Linked DNA regions of Mus musculus: all the other regions are linked to region 2. The links are chromatin contacts, called in public promoter capture Hi-C maps. All regions are on one chromosome and are shown on one strand. The core of a region is the stretch at or near the end of the contact, and the rest is flanking DNA. Distances in the headings are between cores, read along the strand shown. Region 1 holds the start of Psd (pleckstrin and Sec7 domain containing). Region 2 holds the start of Lbx1 (ladybird homeobox 1). Region 3 holds the start of Cnnm2 (cyclin M2). Region 4 holds the start of Borcs7 (BLOC-1 related complex subunit 7).

Evidence for each region. Promoter capture Hi-C pulls out the DNA fragments that hold promoters and counts their contacts.
Region 1: a contact with region 2 is called in a promoter capture Hi-C map of pre-B cells, with 2.8 times the contacts expected there. The contact joins the promoter of Psd here to the promoter of Lbx1 in region 2. A contact is called at or near these places in 3 of 39 promoter capture datasets (embryonic stem cells, pre-B cells and stem cell-derived epiblast-like cells) and 4 of 484 Hi-C or Micro-C datasets (all in embryonic stem cells).
Region 3: a contact with region 2 is called in a promoter capture Hi-C map of pre-B cells, with 3 times the contacts expected there. The contact joins the promoter of Cnnm2 here to the promoter of Lbx1 in region 2. A contact is called at or near these places in 1 of 39 promoter capture datasets (pre-B cells) and 1 of 115 datasets of contacts at active chromatin or transcription factors (microglia).
Region 4: a promoter capture Hi-C map of pre-B cells shows a contact between it and region 2, with 2.8 times the contacts expected there. The contact joins the promoter of Borcs7 here to the promoter of Lbx1 in region 2.

What each region holds. Positions count from the first base shown.
Region 1 is chr19:46,325,779-46,331,996 of GRCm38.p6, reverse strand. Psd (pleckstrin and Sec7 domain containing) reads left to right here and starts at 4,841. Exons shown (of 18, transcript NM_028627.2): 1 at 4,841-4,913; 2 at 5,775-5,830. It overlaps Fbxl15 (F-box and leucine-rich repeat protein 15), which reads right to left and starts at 3,813. Exons shown (of 4, transcript NM_133694.2): 1 at 3,471-3,813; 2 at 3,169-3,322; 3 at 2,404-2,909; 4 at 1,551-1,895. The coding sequence starts at 3,523. The coding sequence ends at 1,706. It overlaps Cuedc2 (CUE domain containing 2), which reads left to right. Exons shown (of 9, transcript NM_001164291.1): 3 at 1-84; 4 at 179-240; 5 at 324-451; 6 at 531-707; 7 at 884-945; 8 at 1,017-1,077; 9 at 1,163-2,185. The coding sequence ends at 1,309.
Region 2 is chr19:45,234,878-45,240,341 of GRCm38.p6, reverse strand. It overlaps Lbx1 (ladybird homeobox 1), which reads left to right and starts at 3,501. Exons shown (of 3, transcript NM_010691.6): 1 at 3,501-3,711; 2 at 4,701-5,439. The coding sequence starts at 5,115.
Region 3 is chr19:46,760,333-46,765,828 of GRCm38.p6, reverse strand. Cnnm2 (cyclin M2) reads right to left here and starts at 4,220. Exons shown (of 8, transcript NM_033569.3): 1 at 2,436-4,220. The coding sequence starts at 4,056.
Region 4 is chr19:46,685,690-46,691,748 of GRCm38.p6, reverse strand. It overlaps Borcs7 (BLOC-1 related complex subunit 7), which reads right to left and starts at 1,843. Exons shown (of 5, transcript NM_025563.3): 1 at 1,664-1,843. The coding sequence starts at 1,801.

The sequences.
Region 1 (6,218 bases), core at 3,592-6,091, 1.1 Mb before region 2:
AGGACCATCAGAGGAGAACTTTGATATGGAGGCCTTCACTGAAATGATGGAGGCTTATGTGCCTGGCTTTGCCCACATCCCCAGGTAAGGCTTGGGTAGGGCAAAAAGGAGGGGGCGGGCCTGGCTGGCTGGGGTTGGGGCAGAGTGGTCCCCCTCACCACCTTCTCTGCCCTTTCAGAGGTATAATAGGAGACATGATGCAGAAGCTCTCGGTGCAGCTGAGCGATGCTAGGAACAAAGGTGAGTTTGGGGACCTGGTATTTGGAGGATTCACATCCCCGCCCGAGCCCTGCCAAATCCGATACCCTCTCTGCCTCTTGAAGAGAACCTGCACCCACAGAGCTCCTGTGTCCAAGGTCAGGTGCCCATTTTTCCAGAGACCCCGAGGCAAGCTGAAAAGCTCGAAGAAGAGAGCAGGCCTCCCGCTGCTCCCGGGAACACCCTAGATGAGGTACTGCGAGAGGACCCACAAAGGGCCTCGGGGTGGGAAGGGAAGAAGCGGAACCGACTGTTGGCCTTTGTGCCCACAGGCAGCTGCGGCAGAAGAACTGCCAGGAGTCGATGTGCTCCTGGAGGTCTTCCCTACCTGCTCTATGGAGCAGGCCCAGTGGGTGCTGGCCAAAGCTCGGGGGGACTTGGAGGAAGCTGTGCACATGCTGGTAGAGGGCAAGGAAGAGGGGCCTCCAGGCTGGGACGGCCCAAGTCAGGTATCCTCTCTCAGCCCCCCCCGCCCTAGTAACCTCAGCTCCATTAGGCCTTCTTGCTAAGTGCACAGCCTGCCTGTCCTCATCGCTGCCCTTCTTGCTAAGTGCATACCCTGCCTGTCTTCATCTCTGCTCATGTTGTTACCACTGGGCTTAGCATAGGTCTCCCGTCTCTGCAGGACTTGCCCAGGCGTCTCAGAGGCCCCCAAAAGGATGACTTGAAGTCTTTCATCCTTCAGAAGTAAGTCTGGGCTGGGCAGGGCCTTGGAGGGTCTTCCAGGTGGCCGGAGCTTCACCCAGTCCGTTTGGCAGGTACATGATGGTGGACAGGGCGGAGGACCAGAAGACTCACCGACCTATGGCTCCCAAGGAGGTAAGAGGGGGTCTGCAGCTGGGGGGTGTGGAATGAGCTGTGCCAAGCCCTGGTTTTCGTCATTCATTGCTTGATTGCCTGACAGGCCCCCAAGAAGCTGATCCGATACATCGACAACCAAGTAGTGAGCACCAAGGGAGAGCGATTCAAAGATGTCCGGAACCCTGAGGCCGAGGAGATGAAGGCCACATACATCAACCTCAAGCCGGCCAGAAAGTACCGCTTCCACTGAGACAGTGCTGGATCCTGCCGAGCACTGCTGATCCCAGAGGGATGCAGACACCCTCCCATCCACCCTGTCCCTTCTGGAGGCCCTTGCTCTAGTGTTCTATTCTTGGGGCTTCCTTCAAGAGCACAGTAAAAGTGGTCCAAGGAAGGTATATGCTCATTCTGCTCATTTCTGCCCCCAGGGCAGGGAAAAAACCTGTCTCTCTGACTAGTTCCCAGCTTCCCGTCCCCTATGCACCACGCAAGAAGGGGTAAAAAGCTCTTTATTTGAAATTCCAGGGTGGGACAGGGGATTTCACAGGCCTGTCAACCACAGGCCCCCACAGTTCAGTTTCCCTATGGCTCAGGGTCAAGCCCGGGCTACACAGTCCAGCTGTGCTCCCACCCCAAGGAAAGTTAGTCAGACCTGTAGGTTGACAAAGGGTGCGAAGCCTGCCATGTCCTGGAGTAGCACCAGAGCCTGGTGCAGGGGTGGTTCCACGTCGATGTCCACACCACGCTTCCGCAAGCGGCTCAGGCTCGGTTCAGCCACATGGTGGCAGTGCCGCACCCGCAGAGAGCGCAGCGCCGGGCAGTACTCGGCCAGTGTCCTGAGGGAGGAGTATGGTGATGCTAGGTGCTGAATCTCACGGTCTGGAGGGCCAGCCCTCTAAACCCGCAGCTGGCTCCAGCAAGTTCTAGCTTTCCCTCCAGCTCAGGGTCTGCTCTTTTTTACTGTACCTAAAGGAAGGGGCCAGGAAGGAATTACAGACTCCAGGCTCATTTGGGGTTTCTGGTTCTTAGAGAGTACCAATCCATAGTTCCTTCCAGTGTTTCTAGATTACCCACCTTGTTGCAGAAATGCCAGAAATCAACTTTATGTGACATTTCTCAGTGTGTCAATCTTGGCTCCCAAGTCTGTTTATTTTTTGTTTTTGTTTTTTTTTTGGGGGGGTTGTTTTGGTTTTGGTTTTTGGTTTTGTTTTGTTTTTAATTGTACACTTTCTAGCCTAAAAAATGCCAGAGGTCTTTCTAATGGGTCTTTGACAAGTACAACCCACCTCCCTATCCCCAAAGTGACTGCCCACTTCCTACAGTACCGCCCCCATGCCCAGGCACCTGACACCGTCGCTTCCGACCCGAAGGCAGCCGGTGAGGTCTAGGTGCTCGAGCTGCGGGCAGTTTCGAGCCAACTCTTGAACCGCAGTGTCCCCAACATTGGCGTTGACTGCTAATGAGAGGCTGCGGAGGCCCGCGCCGCGTCTCTGCGCCAGGTACACGATGGCCTCGTCCTTGAGTTGACGACAGGCGGTGAGGTCTAGCTCCTCCAGAGCCGGGCAGCGGTCAGCGAGGCCACGCAGTGCCAGCCCGTCCACCCAGTCACAGTGAGCGAGGGAAAGGCGCTGCAGACGCGGGCAGCCCTCAGCCAGCGCCCCCAGGGCTCGGCGACTCAGTTGGCCGCAGCCGGCCAGCGCTACGCTCCGGAGCTGTGGATTCCGTGCCAGCACCGGCACCAGGTCCTCGTCCGACAGCCATTCGTGACACGGAGCCAGCGCCAGCTCCTGCAGCCCCTCAGCATCCCGCAGTAGCCGGGCTAGTGCCGCCCGTGGAATCTGTGGACCCACCTACGGGCGGGAGACACGGAGACTCAAGTCTGTCCCCGGGGCGGGCCACTGCCTGGCAGCCGCCTAACTTCGGGACTTTGCCCCCTGCCCTCCCAGAAGGGACACCGAGCTCCCTCCGAGCCGCTGCCCTCTGGAATTCTCCACGTCTCACCCGGGGTCGGGAAGGGTTTACCGCGCAGCAGGGGCTGGCCTGGAGGCGGGGCGACGGTGGTACCCACGCGGGGGCGTGGCGTGGGCGTGGCTCCGGGCCCCGGCTCACCTGAGCGGCGTCGAAGCGGCGCAGCCTCGCCAAGTGCAGCTGAACGAGCGCCCGGAAGGCGCGACTGACGCGCTGCAGCCGGAGCAGCTGGCGCAGCGGGACCCAGTTCAGGACGTGCGGGAGCAGCACGTCTTCCCAGGGCAGGTCCAGGAGCCTGAGGGGGAAAACGGCGTTGACGTCCCCGGGCCGCTGTTACGTGCGAGTCCTTCTGTTATACCCGAGAGTCCCGGCTGGCAAGAGGGATCCGCGTCCGGCCCAGACTCGGCTGCCCTCCCTCCCTAGGCCCCTCCAGTGCTCGGTACCTGACAGCTCCTGGTTCTTGCTCCCCTCCGGACTGCTCCATTGGTGGCTCCATCGCTGTCTACTGCGCGTGCGCAGTAAGCTCCACTCGCTTTGGCCTTGAAGCGGCTGCGGCGAGCCCGCCTCCTTGGTCGGAAGAGACAGACCGATTTAATCGAGTGCGGTCTCACTGAGAATCCTTGTCAGGAAGCTTTTCGGATGGATCCCGAAACTGAGGCAGAACGGACCAGTGATGTACCATTAGATGTCTTCTCAGCTACAGGGCTTGAAGCCCGAGGCTGGAGTAGCGGCGAGCGAACACTGCTTTCGGTCTCCGTTGCGGGCCAGTAGCCGCCTCTGAGTGGTGATGGGAGGAGCAGACAAGGCCAAAGGCAGAAGGGGCGGAGCCAGGACTCCTAGGTTACCCAGTGCCTCCTTCTGTCCTCTGGTCGCCTTTAAGCGACTTTGGAAAAAGAAAAGGGGGAGAGGCTGCCCAGACTATAACTAGCTGGTATGTACTAGGTGCTCAATAAGCAACTGCCAAAAGACTAGATTAAATGGGCGACGCTAGGGCTTTTACTCTCAAGCACACTTGTTTAAACCTGCCATTTCTTGTGAAATGCACAATCATGACATCCATCTCTTTCCACTTCAGGGCAGCGTAGTCCGGCTCTTTGCCTAAGGACAAAGGACTATATAGGACCAGCCAGGTCTGCTTTCCAGCGGTCCAGAGTCCGAGAGGAATTGCCTGCTCAGTGCAGGCCACTAGCCGTACTGCTTTGACTGGTCCTGGATTAATTGTAGGGACATTGTCTTCCCAAAGCTCAACCACTAGGCTCCCCTTTCACTGCACCCCCAGATACTAAGCCCAAGTCCCTCTCTGGAGAACCCCTGGCGTAATATTTTCCTCCAACATCTGAGGTGGGTGTGGGGCATGCGAAAGACTGTAAGACCGCTGCATCCTATCTACATGATTGCGTGCCCTTATGCAAACATTTCAGCCGCTTCGTAACGAAAACTGCTTCCCATCCTTATCAGGGGTTTGGGTACATCAGCAAAGGTAGGAAGGACCGTCCATTTTAAAGACAGGCAAATCGAGGCTCTAGGGAGAAAGCTCCCTAACCAGGATCAAACGAAGCAAGGATAAAGAACCCAGAAATCCTGGTTTTCCCAGAATTCCTTCTACACTACCTCATTACTGAATTGTAGCATAAAGAGAAAAGCCAACTAGCACCGGAAAGACACAAGAGGGTGAAGGTGGATGAGGGGATTGCTTCCTCGTCTCAGTCTACTTGGGGAAGGGGTAGCCTGGAAGGATCTCTGCAAGATTGATGTGGGCGCGCACCACCTCCGGGCGCGCGCCTCCACACCCCCCCCTTTGTTCGCGCCTCTGCGCTTGCGCATTACGACAAATCTGGCGCTGTCCCCTTCAGCACCTCGCGGAACTCGCGCCACCCCTCCCCGCGGTGAGCCCCGCGCACCCCCGCTTCGAACGTCCTCGCACCCTCTGGCCACCCGAATCGACCCTCTCTTTCTTCCCAGGTCATAACTTGCCGGTCTTGGCCTTCCAAAGGAGAATAGTTACCATAGTAACTCGTGTGGCGTTTTCCTAAAAGAGCCAGACCCTTTTCCACCCTGGCCAAGGGCACAAGGTTTGCCTGTGCTTCTTGTCCCAGTCTCGGGGTCATCCCTTCTAAACTCTCGTCCCTGAAAAGGCGGGACGATTAACCTAGGCAGTAAGGAAGTTCCTCCTGGAGTCTGATTTATCCTTCCTCTGCACTCCGGGTTGGGGTTCAGGACAGGACTCCTGGGTCTGAGGTTCAGAACCCCAAAGTGTTTATGACTGCATTCGCTTAATGTCCCTTCCATAGTTGGGTCTTCTGGTTTTAGGGGGCGGGTCCGATCTACTCCGTACCGTGTGCTTTGCGTGGCCGCGTGCTTGTGGGGGCGGGAGCGCGTGTGGCATGTAACAGGTCATGTGGCAGCCTCCTAGGGACACGCGTGGGGTCTGGAGCAGGACAGGCGTATGCATCTGGACCCTACGTGTGGTTCAGATGATGGACGAGAGAGAACTGAACACGAGTGGGGTGGGGCATATGAGGGTTTAGGGAACAGAATGGGGTCTTCCACATTCTCCCTTTCCTCTGGTGTGAGTCTTAGGTAGTGACTAGGTGGTGACATTCTTTGGGACTTAGGGCCCTGGGAATGGAGGGAGGTTGGGGGGGGGGGATTAGCGTTGCTTGAGCAGAGCGTGGGGAGGGGTGGAGGAGGGACTGAGAGGCGGGCGGGCGGGCCTGGAGCGAGCGGGAGCCTTGCTGCTTTTACAGCTGAGCGGGGCCCAGCCTCTCTGCCTCTCTTCGATTCCAGCTCCTGACGAGCAGCGGTGAGTACTGGGGTGCCTTGGAGGAGGGCCTTCACAGGGGAGGTCCAGGCTCCTGTTGAGCTTTAAGAACCTGTCTGGCTGGGGTGCTGCTCCTGACAGCTTTCTCTATGCTGCTGCTTTGCCATCAGAGGCCCGGTTTTCCTTTATGGTCTCTTCTGGGCTGGGCAAGATATTTCATATCCCTGGAGTTGAGGGAGAGGGATGTGGTGCAGCCCCCTCACCCACCCAGACTTGGTTACTGGTGTGGGGAGGAGAGAATGTGTGTCTCTGATTCTGTGAGCAAATATGCATTTGTGTTTATGATTGTGACGAGGAGGTCTCTGATACACCTGTTTCTGTGTGCATCAGAGAACGAGAGCCTGAATTTTGGGAACCTCTTTGTGTGCTA
Region 2 (5,464 bases), core at 2,252-4,751:
TGCTCCCTAAAGAATAGCCCAGGCGCAAACCCTGCCCCCACAGCCTTAGGCAGAGGTCAGGAGAGCTGTGCCTGGCAAAGGGAGAGCCAGGCAGGTTCAGAAGTAGGCTTGGAGCCCAGCCTGGTGTTTGGAGCAGCTGGCTTCTTGCTTCCTAGGCCTGGGAGGAGGAAGCTTTCTTCCTGTTCCCCATTGGCCTGCCTCCCTTCCCCCTGTCGGCCTCCTTCTACCCTTTGCCTTTTCTGGATCTCCAACCCTTTTGAGAATCCACTGTGTTACATAATATTAGACACAGAAATATATATATATATATATATATATATATATATATATATATATATATATATATATATATATATATATTATATATCCACTCAGGCTTGTAGATGAAGTTTACACGGAGTGTTGGAGTCTTCAGAACTCCTGAAACCTGTTCACAGAGCCTGGAGAGACCTCTGGTTAAGAGTCACAGAGATCAGAGAATAAGAGCACAGACCTGAGTTGGGGAACAATAATAGTGTTCCAATCCCAATTAATCCCCAACAAGCGCATGTCTTTAGATAGGATCCTGGCTATCTCCCCATTTTTCTTATTGTAAAATGAGAAATATTAGTCATAACTACCTCAACAAGTTGTAAAGTAACAAATGAATAAAGCTTATCTGGGAACCAGGCAAAGTAAGGGTTTATGGTATTTTATTTATAGTCATGGCTATTGTTCCTGTTATAGACATGGCCCAGGACAGAATATAAAACCCAAGATGACTAATCCTAGCTCAGCCAGGTTGATAGGACTATGGCAGAAGGACTCTCTGAAGTTCAGGGACTGGGTAGCAATCCCTACGGGACAAAAGCCATCAGAACTAGTGGCCATTACTTATATAGAGTGGTGCCAGACCCAGACTGTCCTCTTGAGAAGGAAGTCTGGCTTGAGAGTAGGTGGTGGAAATGATTGGGGCTACCCAAGTAACCTGGGGTGAATCTGATGAGCCTGGGGGATGGGTTAAGTGAATTATTGTCCTTTGCTAAGAAACAACTTGTTTCATTTGGGTCTGCAGGGTTCCCCTTAGAACACAAGTCCATAACAATTTATGGAATATTTCTCCCCCCCTCTTTGTTTGGGATTTCCCCTAAATTAGACTACCAACAGTTATTTTGTCAGAATAATTCCTTCCATTGGAGATGGAGTGAGGCTGGACTCGAGCCACAATAATTCAATGCTCAGGGACACAGGAACAGCAGCCTCTGCAATGGGTGTCCCTGCAATGGGTGTCCCTGCAATGGGTGTCCCTGCAATGGGTGTCCCTCTGGGGCAGCGGAGGAGATTTCAGGGTCCAGCTAAAAAGTCCCTGGGCGGGTGACTGGGGTGTGTGAGGAGTCCCGGGAGGGCGTGTGGATAGGAAGAGGAAGTCGGAACTTTGGCGACTGGGTTTCTTCCAATCCTCCCACTGAACTCTCTGATTCAGAAGCTTGCTCTCCTTTTTGATTCTTGTGATCTCTCAACTCCTCTGAGAGCACCGTCTGGCCCAGGGCCATTCCCCTCCACCTTGTACAATCATTTTGACCTTATTTGCTGTATGGGAACTCATCTGACATCTTTGATGGGTAAGAACTGGGTGTCTCCCAGGAGTGGGTAGATCCAGTTTGCTTGGAGTCCCCTGAATGAGGCTCTTGTACTCAAGGGTCCCAAACTCTGGCAGGAGAGAAGGGGAAGAGGAGGGGGAGTGTTATCACCAACTCAGAGTAGACACCATTGCTCTTCAGGAGGGGTACTAAAGACCAGTGGATTTGGGTTCCCAAGATTCTAGAAGACCCCAGGTGTACCACACAGCTTTTTTTTTTCTTGGGGGCTGGGAAGTTGAAGATAGGGTAGACTTTCAGGTTCAGGAAAAGGAGGCAGCCAGGGCAAGTAAATAGGTTTCAAGGTGGCCTGGACAACTAATCTGGGCAAAATGAACAGAAACATCAAAATGCCAGGTGGCACCACAGCTCCTTGCATGCTGAGCTCCTGGCTGAGGGGCTAACCAATTAGGCCAAAGAAGCAAAACCACAGGATAGGGCAAGGCAGGAAGGGGAGGTGCATGGAGGTAAAACAGCAAATGACTGTAGAACGTCAATGAAATTGACAAGATATGAACAAAGATCTCAGAGAGCATGGGTCTTTCTGCTCCCCAGTTCACATTCCACCCCTCTCGGCAGTTTCTCAGAAATCCTCAACTCTCCCTGTCTTCAGAAACTGGGAGGTGAGCCACAACGCTGGGCTTAACTTTAAGGTGTAGTCTTCATCAAGGGCCTGGTGTTATAACAGGGAAGGGCAGGATCCTGAAGGCAGGAAGTAGGGAGAGAGCAGATGTACCCTGTGCCCTCCTTCAAGGCTTCCCTGGCCCTTTCTCCCTCTTGTTCCTTCCACCAGTCCCTAGACCTTCCTGTTACAAGGCTTAGCACCTCCTGGGGCTTCCAGGGCATCAGGGATGACAGAGAGATTGGGAGGTGGGAGGCAGGAGATGCTGCTGCATCAGGACCTGGGATGGATCTGTGGCACTCAGGAAACTCCAGCCTCTACTATCAGCATTTCTGCCTCAGAGCACCCCCTACCTTCTCCCCACCTCCCGAAGATGCAGGGTGAAGTCTGGGAAGGAAGTAGAAAGATGGCTTCTAGCATTCCCAAGCAGGCCAGTTCCCCCATCACACTGGGAACTCCAGGTACAAATCCTTTTCTCTACTCCTCAAGGCTACAATGCCATGAATCCAAATGATTAAATAAATATCAGGCCCCTGCACCGAAGAAGCCTGTTCCAGTCCCCAGCCCAGCTAAGTCCCCCCCCCCCTCCCTCTCTGCCTATAGGGAGGATCCCATTCTTTCTGTCCCACTCCCTACCCTGGTCCACAAATTCTCCAGCTGCTCTTGAAACCTTTCTCTGACCCAAGTTGTGCTTCTGGAGTACACAGACCATCCAGGAGTTTACAAACAAAGCAAGTCTGATGTGTGCAGCTAGTGAAGGGAGAAGTATTCTTCCGTCTGGTTCCTACACCCTCTTACTTTCCTCCTTTTTCCAAGAGAAGAAGTGGAAAATCCGGGCCCAACATAAACCAGATGGAGTAGCAAGAGAGAAGAGGGCCCCAGAGCACAGCCCCACTGTCGCGTTTTAAGGGAAAAGAAAGGCATAGCTGAGACTCAAACCCGCCTAAATGCCCAGAGATCCATAAACGGTTAAAAAAAAGACACACGGAGTACCACACGCCAAAACACACGTTAAAAAAAAAGAAAGAAAGAAAGAAAGAAAGAAAGAAAGAAAGAAAGAAAGAAAGAAAAGAAAACCAAACATTTTCAAATAACGATGCACACAAAATGCTCGCCTAATATTCAGAGATTCCAGGCCCTGGGATCCACAACCAGATTCTCCGGCCTCGCTGCGAGTTTCTGAGAGCACAGCCCCAGCCCTGGCCCGGCCCCTTCCCGGCCCCCACCCCGCATCCGGAACAGCTGGAGTCGGGCCGTGCTGTACACTCAAGCCCTGTGCCCGGCTGGGCGGGGCGGGCAGCGGGGCCCCGGCCCTGGCCGGGGCAGAGAGCAGCGGGGAAGCCCGGAACCCGCCCGGGTAACCCCGACACCCGGCCGAGTTTCCGTCAGACGTCCGTCATCAGACATGTGGTGGCCCTAGCTTGCCCCGAGAGCCACGGCGGGAGGAAAGAGTGTGCAAGATTGCAGAAGGAGGTAGGGCGCCCGCCTCAGGCTCAGATCAGGGGAGAGGCGTGCAGAACAGCCAACTCCTCCCTCCGCCTCTTCGGGTGGGGAAGGCTGAGCCCTCCAATTGTTCCCCTCCCCCAGCCCTTAGGATCCCCACCTCTGTCCCGTGTCGCCCACCCAAGGCTGTGCAGCCCGCTCTGACCTCCTAGGGGCCAGCCCCCGGAGCCTTCAGCTTCTCCTTTTCTCGGGCTCACGGCCCAGGGCTGGGGTTGGGGGGTGGGGGGGAGAGACAAGAGTGTGTAAGAATAGGGACGCTGGCTTCTTGATCTGGGATCATCAAAGTCCACACTGGGTAGCAGCAGGACCCGCCTGGGCTCCAGTTCTTACCTGGCCCGCGCGGCGACCGCGTCACTCCGCGGCTGGGGATCCTGGTACCCTTCTCAAGCTTCCCAACTGCGGCTTGCAGAGCCTGAGATCTCCGGGCTGGTGCTGCCATCTCGGCCAGGCCGGCGGGAGACGGGTGTGCCCAGAGCACTGCTCTCAGTTTGGGGTGGGGGGTGGGGGGCGGTGGCTTTTTAGTCACCCCAGGTTCGGGAGCAATAAAGGCACCTCTAATGTAATTTACAAACATCTCGGGCCGAGCACGGCGTAGAGCCGGGACTGACAGGCGCATTAGGCAGGCTAATTCCAGCCGGCTCCTCCTACCCCGGCCCGCTAATTAATGAGCTTCCCAACTTAGAGCCGCCTGCATTGGACAGACAGAGAGTGAAAGAGAGGGCGAGGGAGAGGTAGAGAAGGAGAGGGACGGGGGGAGCAGAGTGGAGTGAAGAGAGGGAGGGAGGGAGGGAGAGAGAGAGAGAGGACAGGGAGGAGAGAGAACAGAGAGAAAGAAGGGAGAGGAGAAAGAAGGGAGAGCGAAGAAAGAGAAGTTCAGCTGCAGATAATTGATTACTCCTCGATCAAGGCTAACTTGTTAGCAATAGTCAATTGCCCCGTCTCTCCGCCTCCCCTCGCAGTCCGGGATCGGCGCCCTCGCCTCGGTTCTTCCAACTGCCGCCGCCAGGACCCCGGGCCAGGAGCCGCCGCGGCGGAGCCACCTGACACCTTTAAATAGCACCGGGGCTGGCGAAACTGGAGCCCGGCGCGGCGCTTCCCGGCTCCGGCCCGGGCTTGCTGGAAACCCCGGCGGTGGCGGCGGCGGCGGCGGTGGCAGTGGCGGCGCCCGCGTCAGCGCTTTCCTCCCGGGGCCCCGCGCCACTCCGCTCGCCCGGGTCGCCGCGCTAATCGGCCGCTTGCCCATCCGCGCCCTGCCCGGCGCGGCCTCCTGCCCGCCTCTCGCCTTCCTCTCGCACCGTCCAGCGTCCGAGCTGCCCGCGGGCTGGGTCCCCCCGGCCCGAGCCGCCCCGGCCGGGCCCCCAAACGAGGCCGAGATGACTTCCAAGGAGGACGGCAAGGCGGCGCCAGGGGAGGAGCGGCGACGCAGCCCTCTGGACCACCTGCCGCCGCCCGCCAACTCCAACAAGCCGCTGACGCCGTTCAGCATCGAGGACATCCTCAACAAGCCGTCCGTGCGGAGAAGTTACTCGCTGTGTGGGGCGGCGCACCTGCTGGCGGCCGCGGACAAGCACGCGCCGGGCGGCTTGCCCCTGGCGGGCCGCGCTCTGCTCTCGCAGACCTCGCCTCTCTGCGCCTTGGAGGAGCTCGCCAGCAAGACCTTTAAGGGGCTGGAGGTCAGCGTCCTGCAGGCAGCCGAAGGTAGGCACAAGTCTAGATTCCCCTG
Region 3 (5,496 bases), core at 2,971-5,470, 1.5 Mb before region 2:
TGTAAATGATGTATATATTACTCCAGAATGTGAAGGATATTGTGAAGATCATTGGTATAATGAATACAAAATGTATTTTTCTTTTTTTGTCAAAATATATTGCTATCAAAATACAAATGCCATTGATTCAATTTCTCTGACTCTGTCTCTGTCTCTGTCTCTGTCTCTGTCTCTCTGAGTGTTGAATGTGGTTTCATAAACATTTTACTAAAAGAAAAGACCAGGTGGCTACAGAGATGGCTCAGTAGTGAAACACTCACCGTCCATGCAGAGGACCTGAGTTTGGCTCCCAGCACCCACATGGCTGTTGGCTCCCAACGGCCTGGCAACTCCAATTCCTGGGGATCTGACAGCTCTCCTGACCCCTGAGGGCTCCTGCAAGTACTAGGTGCACGGCCATATGCTCAGGCGCACTCAAAAATCATATAAAATTAAATAAATAATTTTTAATTAAAAAGAACACAGAATTAATGTAACTAACTATAAAGTTAAACTGACCAAATTCATTTCTCAAAAAAAAAAATCAAAGGGAATATTAAAAAGAACAATTATTCCTATTCTTTAGCAAATGGCCATTCTGGTTTTTTTAAAGACATGGCTTAAATCTCCAGTTTGCCACCAATTAATTTGTCTTTGCGTCTCAGAATGTGTTAGTAGACTGATGTAGCTAGCCGTCCCCTTGCTCTCCTCCTTAACCAAATGCCGCAGGTCTGCCTGGATAAGAACTAAAGGGAAGTGTGAGGTGTGCTTTCTCTAGCACTGACCTCCGAGTAGCTGGAGCTGCAGGTGCGCCTCATGATGCCTGACTTAGCCTGGTATCAGCAATCTATAAGGCGATATGCAAAACTCTGAAGACCATCAAGAGCAAAGCGCACAATCAACTGTACCAGCACTGGGAACTCAGAGGCATCCTCAAGCCATCGCCCTGTGTCGCAGATGAGGGAAGACTCAACACTCTTAACAAGCAGCTTGGCACTGAACTCATCCCGCAAAGCTCTGGAGCTAGAGATACTGGACGGTTTTTTCTCTCTCCTGCTTTTAAATGCAAATCACTAAGCCCCGAAGCACATTCTGCTCTATTTTTTTTTATATGAAAATTACTGCATTGTGGTCCTGTTCCAGAGAGGAAACCATTCATCCAAGAAAAGGGAGTGAGGACAAGCAGGCACCCCATCCAGTGAGCTGTCGCCAGGTACTCCCGGCCCTTGTTGGGCTAGCGACCCCATTAGTGATCGAAATTCCACGTGAAGAATGAGAATTTGGTTTTCAGGTCATGCGAGGTTACACACACATTGCGATGCTGGTGGTGCAGGCCAAGCACCAGCGAGAAGACTCAGCACCCCTTGCCTTTCAAACAACACTAACTATTGACTGGAAACTTTCTAAGTCTCACTAGAATAGTACAAGTTGCTATTCACCTATTTCTGACAAAATATGACAGCCAACACCACAATGCAAAAATCTCATGTGCTGTGAGTGCCCACATGGTGGACACCCGGCCTTTGCCTCTCCCCGACTGCCCTAGAGCCTGGAGCTCCGGAGACATACTTCATGTTAATGTATCAAGAGACCAAACAAGGTTAAAAGAACACTTTTAAACTGGAAAAAATATAAAGAAATAAATCATAATTAAGAATGGTATCCATCCCACTGTCACAGGTTCAAGCTTTCTGCCAAAACCACACTTGGCTTTAGGGAACTGTACTTGCTGTCAGATAAACAGAAACAGTGAAGAAAGGGGGTTATAGCCTCATAAAAAGTTAACTTAACCGCTAATCTTTCCAAGTTATATATTAATAACTAAGTTTGCTTTAAAGAAAACAAACCCCCTCTTTTCCAGCCTGAGAAGTTACATCCAAATAATGTGGATGTAACACCCTCAAAGACCTTAATCTACCCTGCGGGATGCCCGATAGCCAAGAATAAAATCTATCAAAACTGTCAAAAATGTACTTCCAGTCTTTGAGATGTCAGCATGGATGTTTAAGGAAAAAGAAGAAGAAAACAAACAAACAAAAAAAAAAAAAGAGGAGGACTGCACTGAGTTTTTTTAAGGCTACTTAAATATTTTCCAAATGTCTGTGATCAGATGTAAGCGAGCCGGTCTGTACTTTCTTTCACCTACAATGAATGAATGAAGTAGATGGCCCCTAGAGGGTCAAATTTCAAACACTGGAATTACAAAGCCTGTTTTTTGATGGTGTGAAAAAGTAATGGCAGTTTTGGGCTTTTAAACCTAGAAGTGCTCACGAGTTCAATCCGTCCCCAAGTCCATGCCATCCTTTCAAATTTGCAATTAAGAAAGGGAGAAAATCCGGTCAACTCTCCTTGGGGGGTTGGTCTCAGGGGTAGAGGGTTCAAGGAGGGAGGAGGACGGAGACAGAAAGAGCAAGCCAATTTAAAAAAAAAAAAAAAAAAAAAGCAAAATTGCCCACCTTTCTTAAATTCTTCCAGCATAGCGTCCAACTTGGTGTCGTTGAAAACGAAGTGCAAAGGGTGATTGTAAAACTTGGTGATGGTTTTCAAGGGAGTACAGTCATCCGGATCCACGAAGGCCAAGTCTTTGACAAAGAGCAGGTCCACGATGTTGGAACGTTCTCCCTCGAACACCGGGATTCGAGTGTAGCCACTCTCCATGATCTCCGACATGGTGTTGAAGTCCAGGATAGCCTCGCCGGTTATCATGAAGCAGTCCCTGAGGGGAGTCATCACGTCCTCCACCGTCTTGGTGCGGAGCTCCAGCGCCCCTTGGATGATGTTCAGCTCTTCCTTAACGAGGTCGTTATAGGGGTCAGTAACCCGGAGCATCTCCAGCAGTTTTTCCCGGTTATAGACCGTGCCTATCTCCTGGCCCAGGACGCAGTCCAGCAGTTTGCTAACCGGATAAGAAGCGGGGAATGTCATCATCATGAAAAACTTGGTGAGGAAGATGGTGTTGGCCCCTACCGCCAGGCCGTGTCGGGAGCAGATGGCTTGGGGCACGATTTCTCCGAAGATGACGATGCCAATGGTGGAGACCACCACCGCCACAAGGCCTGAGCCCGCAATGTCGTCCAGCAGGATGGTGAGCGTGGTGTTGACCAGTACGTTGCCCAGCAGCAGCGAGCACAGCAGGTAGTTGCCCTGCCTGCGCACCGGCTCGATGCGCTTGGCATAATTCTTCTCTTTCTCCGTGCCGCAGTTTTGCACGATGCGCAGCTCCATCGGGTCCAGAGCCATGAGCCCCAGGTTGAGGCCGCTGAACATGCCCGACAGGCACAGCAGCAGCGAGATGAAGATCACTTGCAGCCAGAAGGGCAGCAAGAACTTCTTCTCCTCGCCCACTATCATCTTGGTGTCCTCACCGTCGTGGTAAATCCAGGTGGTCTCGGCCCACGGAGGAGGCGGGAGTCCGGCCACCCCCGCGCCACCCTTGCCCCCGACGGTGCCACTCGCAGACCCGGAGCCGCCGGCGCCTAGTGCGGGCGTGGAGAGAGACGTGCACAGGTAATAAGACTTGCTCTTCTCCATCTTGCGCAGCGGTTTAATCTCGATCTCGATGATGCCCGATGTGCGGCGATTGAGAATGATGTGGGGCAAGATGATGATGTCTGAGGTGCGGATGCCGCAGCGCTGGGGGCCGCTGTCCGGCTCCGGAGGCGCGGGGCCCCCCAGCCCACGCTCGCTGGGTGTGTGCCGGCGCCGCTCGTGCTCAGTGAAGGCGATGCGGGACCACGTCTCGTTGTTGATGTTCTGCCCGTACACCCGCAGCTTGACCCGGGTCCGCTCGCTCACCCGCAGAGCACCCCCTTCCATGAACGACACGTCGTTCGTATCCTCCAGCCGCAGCCCGATGATCACGGTCTCCTCGTTCTCGCCGGCCGCTGTGCAGCCGCCCGCTCCCCAGCAGCAGCTCAGCAGTAGCAGCGGCAGCAGCCGGCCCGCAGCTGCTTGCAGGACCCCCCGGCCGCGGGCACTGAGGCTGCGGCGCGCCGCCATCTTCCAAGTGGGCAGTGCGGCGGCTGCCTGCCCGCCCGCCATCTTTACTTCGGGTTCACAAGCGCCACAGCCAATCATAGGGTGGCTGCTCCAGCTGAGGCTTCATCCTTCCCACCCGGCGGCGCGAGCGCAGGCACCGGCGCCCGAGCAGGACTGCAACCGCGCGTTCGCGCCCAGCCCTTAGCTGTCCTTCTCTCTGAATGACACTGATTCGGACTGAGCCAGCTGAGGAACCCCCGGGCTCGAGGGAGGAGGGAGCGGAGGGAGGGGCGTGCTAGCCTCTCCCGCGAGAGGCAGGTCTGCCAGCCAATCAAGAGCGGGTGCCCGCCTTCCCAGCCAGGGGGCTGGAATGGGGGCGTGGTCGCAGTCGGCGTGCCGCACCAATGGCACGGGAGGTGGGCGGGGAGATGAGGGCCACTGTCCTCCTCTGCATGCCAAGTTTCCAACTGAAAGGCGCGTGACTCTTGTGTATGCGCGGGGAGGAGGCGTGGCCATCCCGGATGCAAGAGCCAGTCAAAGATGAGCGCTGTAGGGATGGGGGCGTGGTCTTCCTCCAGGCGGCCAATGAAAGGGAGCGGTCCGCGGGTGCGGCGCTCCCTGTGGGGTCTCTGTAGTAGATCCTCGCGCGCGGCTTGGCAGCCCTGCAATACTGCCCTGAGGCGCGAGGCCTCGGGTCCTTGCTGCAGGGACTTGCGGGCTCCACGGGGCTCCGTGTCGCCGCAGAATGGGCTGAGCCCTCCTTCCCTGGGAGCACCAGAGCCGGACTGGAGACAGCTTACGATGCACATAGCCTAAAACCAAATCGGGATACTAGTCAAGCCCCCCAGCCCACTACCCCTGCATGCGGTTCCTCTGGAGATTCGCGGTGACAGGGTGGCCCTAGCAACGCCGAGGACCTGCGGTCTCCGTGACTCTGTGAGCCCTCAGCTGCTCACGATCATGTGGCGCCACCTGCCGGCCCTCACGGACGACCTTTGCTGTTTTCTAGCTCTCAACAAACCTCTCAAAGTGTGGTCAGCTTCCCAAACTTTGTCATCACAGGGATTCTCCTGTAGTCCTGCTATAATCACAGAATGAGATGGACCCTATTTTTGGTTTTGTTTTGTTTTGTTTTGTTTTGTTTTTTAACGTGCACCCAGGCAATTTGGGGAAATAGGAAGGGGAGAGCAACCTGAGAAGGCCCATGAAAGCTTATTATGAAATGCACAGGTCAAACGCTGTTAGCTCCGGAGAAGATTCATTGTGGAGCACAGCTCACCAGGACTCTCAAGTCCATTGCATCAGACTAGATGCGGTAGCACAGTAGCTCCCAAACTGAACTTTCTGCCTCCCAACTGAAGCGCGTTTTAAAATGTTTTTCCTGATCTTACTTTGTATTCCATAAACACAATACTCTTCCTTTTTTGTGAACACCCACAGTGTTTTTTATAATTTCCAGGACGAGTGATTTCTGGGCTCATTTCAGCGGTATCCTCGCAATTCTCTCTTTTTTTTTTTTTTTTTTTTTTGTTGTTTTGT
Region 4 (6,059 bases), core at 594-3,093, 1.5 Mb before region 2:
TGCGGGGATTAAGGACATGTGCTACTATACTTGGCTTTAAAAAAAAAAAGTTTAATTGCATTTATTTACTTAATCTGTGGAGGAGAGAAAAGGATGTGTGTACCATGGCTTCCACACTTGTGGAAGCTTGATGATAACTTTTCAAAGTTTGGTTTTTTTTTTCTTTCCACCATATGGGTCCCAGTTTCGGACAGAAACTTGGATGGTCCAGCTTGGTAGCACACACTTTGTCTTGCTGAGCTATTTTGCTGGCCCCAAACCCACCTTTAAAAAGTTTAAGCCTATTTATAGCATTTCTTCCCCCAATTTGTTTATCTAGAAGAATGTGTGTGCACATTTGTATGATGTATGCAACATTTTACATACACATACACTTTCTACAAAAGAAACAGAATCTAGAAATAGCAAAAAAAAAAAAAAAAAAAAAAAGAAAGGAAAGTCAACTTGACTGCCAACAAAAAACGACCCAGGAACTCTGTGCAACCATGATAAAGTGTCAAATGGTGAAACCATGATTTGCATAATTTATATCTGCAAAAAAAAAAGCAATATAACAATTCTTTAATTTCTTCAAACTTTCCCCTGACACAGATTCCTAAAAGCAACGTGTCAGATGGGACCACATGCAAAACATGTCACCAGAGATCATCAGGTCAGCAATGTCAACAGCTGTTATACAGTAAGGGCGAGCACTTCTTGTAATGGGATTTTTATTTTGTTTTGCAGCCACTGTCAGTGAAAGCCAGCTCTTGCTACACTGCAGGTTTAAAGTAATATAAGTCAGATGTTGTGAACATCCATGCACAGATCCAAAGGCCTGAGAACATAGTGTGTCATTATTGCAACTACATAGGAAAGCAGGTGCCGTTCCTATGAAAACTAAGTTGGAAACGGTAACCACTTGCCGAAGGGTTACTAAGGTAGGGGTTACTAAGGAAGGTGAAATTGGAAGTTTTCTAAGCAGTCCCTTCTGTATCCCAGGTCTCTTGAGAGCTCAGACTAAGGTGTGCCCATTAGGCACCGCCATACGTTTAATTTTCCATTAGTAAATACATACCAAAGACGAGGTCATTGCATCTCATATGCCCGTTTACCTGTCCATGAGCGTGTGAGTTGTCTCATGAGGAAAAGTGTATGAACATGTACGTGTCTTTGTGTGGGCACACGGTTTCTCTAGGGCAGATAACGACCTCAACAAGCAGCGTGTACGTGTCATCAAATCATTCCATTCATAGAATCGGATGGAGGATGGAGAAAGGGGGAGGAGATGGTAGGGCAAAAGAAAAAGCTTGTCTAGGAAACAGTGAAGAGCTTGGCCAGAAATATAAAGAATAAACCCACAAAGAGAGAGGTGTAAGAAATCTTGGAAGTTGAGGCCATCGCCAAGCCGAGATTCGAAAAGCGACTGATGTTCACTACAGACGCCCATGAACACAAACAGGCACTGTGTAGGAGCCGCAGCTCATCTGCCCGCCTGTGCTTCTCCCCTTCCCACCCATCATCTCTTCCAACTACAAGCATTCAACCTAAACTGAAGAAACTCACCCAGAATGCAACACGCGCCTGGGCCAAAAGCCTACACTCCCCAGGATGCAATGCGCCGCCTCTCCCGGAGCCAGCGCTGGGAGGAGGACTGGGCCCGGGGAGCCCACGCCCCGCTCACCTCGGAGCTCCGCGAGCCTTTCAGCACCTGCTTGGTGAGCGCGATTACATCGGTGCCACAGGTGTTCACCTTCTCCGTGAGAAGCCCCTTCACGGACTGACCAAATCGGGCTTGCGAATCCGGCGTCCCAGTCGCCATCACCTCAACTAGCGATCACCCGCAGCCGGACGACGGCGAGTCCCTGGGGCCAAAAGAGACGCAACCGTCCAATCGTGCGAAGAGGAAGGACCGCATGCGCTTAGCTCAAACTGCTTACTAAAATTACTTAAAATGTTCAGTTGATGGACATGGAAGGAGGATACCGTTTAGGCAGGCTACCCTGGAGGGGATAGAATATAATTTAGGTGAATCTCTAGTTTAGAGTCAGAAGATCTGGATAGCATCCCAAGGAGTGATGTGGCTACAAATTACTCAACCCCTGTGTCTTCTGTTATCTGTTTTAGGGCCAGCACTGCGTTACCTAGGCACATTAATACAACTCTGTCAGAAGTTCAGGGTCTTTCTTGGCTGTATAGCAAGTGGAGGCCGACCTGTGATACATGAGACCACATCTATAAAATAAAATATCTATAAAATAAAATAGAGACCCTGTTCAATTCTAACATATTTTATTGAAATTAGCAAAGGGCACAGGCCAAAGAAAATGAAATTCAAATGACTAAGGTAAAGAAATGTCAACATCATTAAATTCTGTGTGTGTGTGCGTATGTGTTTTCAAGACAGGGTTTCTCTGTGTAGTCCTGACTGTAGACTAGGCTGGCCTCAAACTCACGGAGATCCATCTATGTGTGCCACCACCACCTGGCTTTTTTTTTTTTTTTTAATCATTAGTAGTTTGTATTTATGAATAGCCTTTTAATTAAAACTCTGCTTATAATTACTTTGGAAGCAAGTCCTACTATGATGTTAGGTCCCTGGAGTATACCCTTTGAAGGGATATTGTGATCCTGGTCCCTTTTTGTCTCTCTTTCCATCCCGACCTTGGAGTGAACAACCCTCCACCACATGGTGCACTGTGGTGCCATAATCCCAAAGCAATGGAGTCAAATGATGTACACTGGGACCTCTGAAAGAAGTGGATAGCAATAGGAACTTGAAAATCCTAAATTGAGAGTCTGTAGAGGTTGGTTAAAAAAAAAAAGTTCATCCAAGAAAATTCTTGGGCTGGAGGATGGCTCACTGACTGCACTTCCAGAGGTCCTGAGTTCAATTCCCAGCAACCACATGGTGGCTCACAACCATCTGTAATGGGATCTGATGTCCTCTTCTGGTGCATCTGAAGGCAGCTACCGTGTACTCACCTAAATAAAATAAATAAATCTTTAAAAAAGAGGAAAAAGAAAAAAAATTCAAACAAAATTTTACTGTAGGTCAGCTCTGCTTTCTGTACATTTGTTTACTTATAGTTTATTTCTTATTTTTATTTTATTTATAAGTATGTGCCTGCCTATCTGTTTGTGTACCATGTGGACGCGTGTGCCTTTGAAGGCCAGAAGAGGGTGTTTGATCTGTGCAATCAAAGTTACAGACCTATGTGAGCTCTCCAGTGTGGGTGCAAGAAAGTGAACCCAGGACCTCTAGAAGAGCTGTCAGTGCTCTTAACCACTGAGTCATGTCTCCATCTTCAATTTTTTACTTTTATTTATTTATGTTCAAAACAGAGTCTCTCTATGTAGCCCTGGCTATCCTGGAACTCACTCTCTAGACCAGGCTGGCCTTGAACTCATAGAGATCCTCTTGCCTCTGCCTCTTAAGTGTTAGGATTAAAGGCATTTGCCACCACCACCTGGCAATTTATTTTTACTTGTGTGCATTTTTATGTGTGTGTTGGGGGAGGGGGAGTGGTTTGTGCACATGCCTGCAGGTGCCCTCAGAGGTCCCAAGGCAGCATCAGATACCCTGGAGCTCAGGTGGTTGCAAGCTATTCATAAAGGGTTGGGTGCTGGGAATCAAACTCTGGGCTTCTGCAACAGCAATGTTTGCTCTTATCCATTGAGCCATCTTTCCAGCTACTGTTTATTCTTTTTAAAAAACTTGACACATGATTTACCTCGTTATGCACAGTCCTTTATCTAGTATTACTAACTTGCTGGCTTTAATGTCATAGCTTAACACTAACTTCATATTTTAATTCTCCCAGGCTATTGTTAGTACCGCTGAATAAGATGTCTCTTCGTTAGTTTTTAAGACAAGTATGTAGCTCAGGCTAGCCTCCAGCTTACAGAGATCTACCTGCCCTTTCCTCCTGAGTGGTGTGTGTTTAAAATCATGCATCATGACAACAGAGTTATTTCAGATAAAAATGTTAAAATCCCAATAAGCCATGTTTAAAGCCTAAATTTATTACAGCTGTGGACTTTCTCCTTTCCCAGCTATAAACCTGCAGTTTTCTAGGACTCTAACAAATAAGATCATTAAAATGTGTCTTAACTTCCGGGTACCACAGTTGTGTCCCGTGGTCTTACGATAGCCACTGTAATCATAGGTAAATGCTCTCATTTACTGGAAGAAAGAAAGGTTCCTTGGCAACTGTGATGGTTAGCATTGTCAATTGGACAGGGCCTAGAATTACCTAGAAGATAAGCCTAACTTGGCTGCAAGGGATTACCTAAATCAGGTTAGCCTCTGATTTGTATATGAAGTTTTAACTAGATTAGGTCAACCGCTGGACACATCTCTAAGGGATTATGTAGCTAGGGTTAGCCTCTGGACAAGTCTATGAAGGATTATCTAGATTAAGTTAGCCTATAAAGGATTATATTAGGTTAGCTTCTGATGTGTCTCTGAGGGATTATCTAGATTAGGTTAGTGTAGCTCGGCCCAGGAAGTGGCACTATTAGAAGGTGTGGCCCTGATGGACTAGGTGTGTCACTGTGGGCATGGGTTTAAGACCCTCACTCTAGCTACCTGGAAGCCAGTATTCTGCTGGCAGCCTTTAGATGAAGTTGTAGAACTCTCGGTTCCTCCTGCACCACACCTGCCTGGATGCTGCCATGCTCCTGCCTTGATGATAATGGACTGAACCTCTGAACCTGTAAGCCAACCCCAATTAAATGTCCTTATAAGAGTTGCCTTGGTCATGGTGCCTGCTCACAGCAGTAAAACCCTAACTAAGACAGTTAGCTTCCAGACATGCCTATGAGGGATTCTCTATATTAGGTTAGCCTATGAGGGATTATATTAGGTTAGCCTCTAGATGTGTCTATGAGGGATTATCTAGATTAGGTTAGCCTCTGGACACATCTATAAGGGATTGTCTAGATTAGGTTAGTCTCTGGACATGTCTATGAGGGGTTATCTATATTAGGTTAGTCTACACAGTGACATGAGAAGACATCCCTGAACTGTTGGTAGCTCCGTTCCATGGGCTGAGGGCCAGGACTGTGTAAGGAGAGAATAGTTGAATGTGAGCCTCCACTGCTCTCTGCTTCTTGATTTTGGATAAGCTGATTGGTTGCTTTAAGATCTGGCTGTCCTAACTTCCACACTGTGATGGACACTTTTGAACTATGAACTAAAATAAACCCCTAGTTTGCTTGTCAGGCATTTCATCACAGCAGTGAGACCAGTAACTACGACAGCAACCTTTTGAGATTTCAAAGGCTACTACGATCATATATGCAATTATTATAAATATACACTCAGGGCATTGGCAGAGTGTAGGTCTCTGTCTGTCTTCCTCCTCCCATGCTGTGCTGACTGAATATGAATTGATTTGTTTTTTGTGTCCTAGGGATAAAACAGCTTTGGCAACCAAGCCAGGCATCAAGCTAGGGTGAACAAAGGATTTCCATCCGCTCTGCCCCTAACTGATATTAAAAACATCACTAACTTAGAATTGGAAACAATCACCCATGGAAGGAGTTACAGAGACAAAGTTTGGAGCTGAGACAAAAGGATGGACCATCTAGAGACTGCCATATCCAGGGATCCATCCCATAATTAGCCTCCCAATGATGACACCATTGCATACACTAGCAAGCGTTTGATGCAAGGACCGTGATATAGCTGTCTCTTGTGAGACTAGGCCGGGGCCTAGCAAACACAGAAGTGGATGCTCACAGTCAACTATTGGATGGATCACAGGGCCCCCAATGGAGGAGCTAGAGAAAGTACCCAAGGAGCTGAAGAGATCTGCAACCCTATAGGTGCAACATTATGAACTAACCAGTACCCCGGAGCTCTTGTCTCTAGCTGCATATGTATCAAAAGATGGCCTAGTCATCACTGGAAAGAGAGGCCCATTGGACAGGCAAACTTTATATGCCCCATTACAGGGGAATGCCAGGGCCAAAAAATGGGAATGGGTGGGTAGGGGAGTGGGAGGGGGAGGGTGTGGGGGACTTTTGGGATAGCATTGGAAATGTAATTGAGGAAAATTCGTAATTAAAAAAAA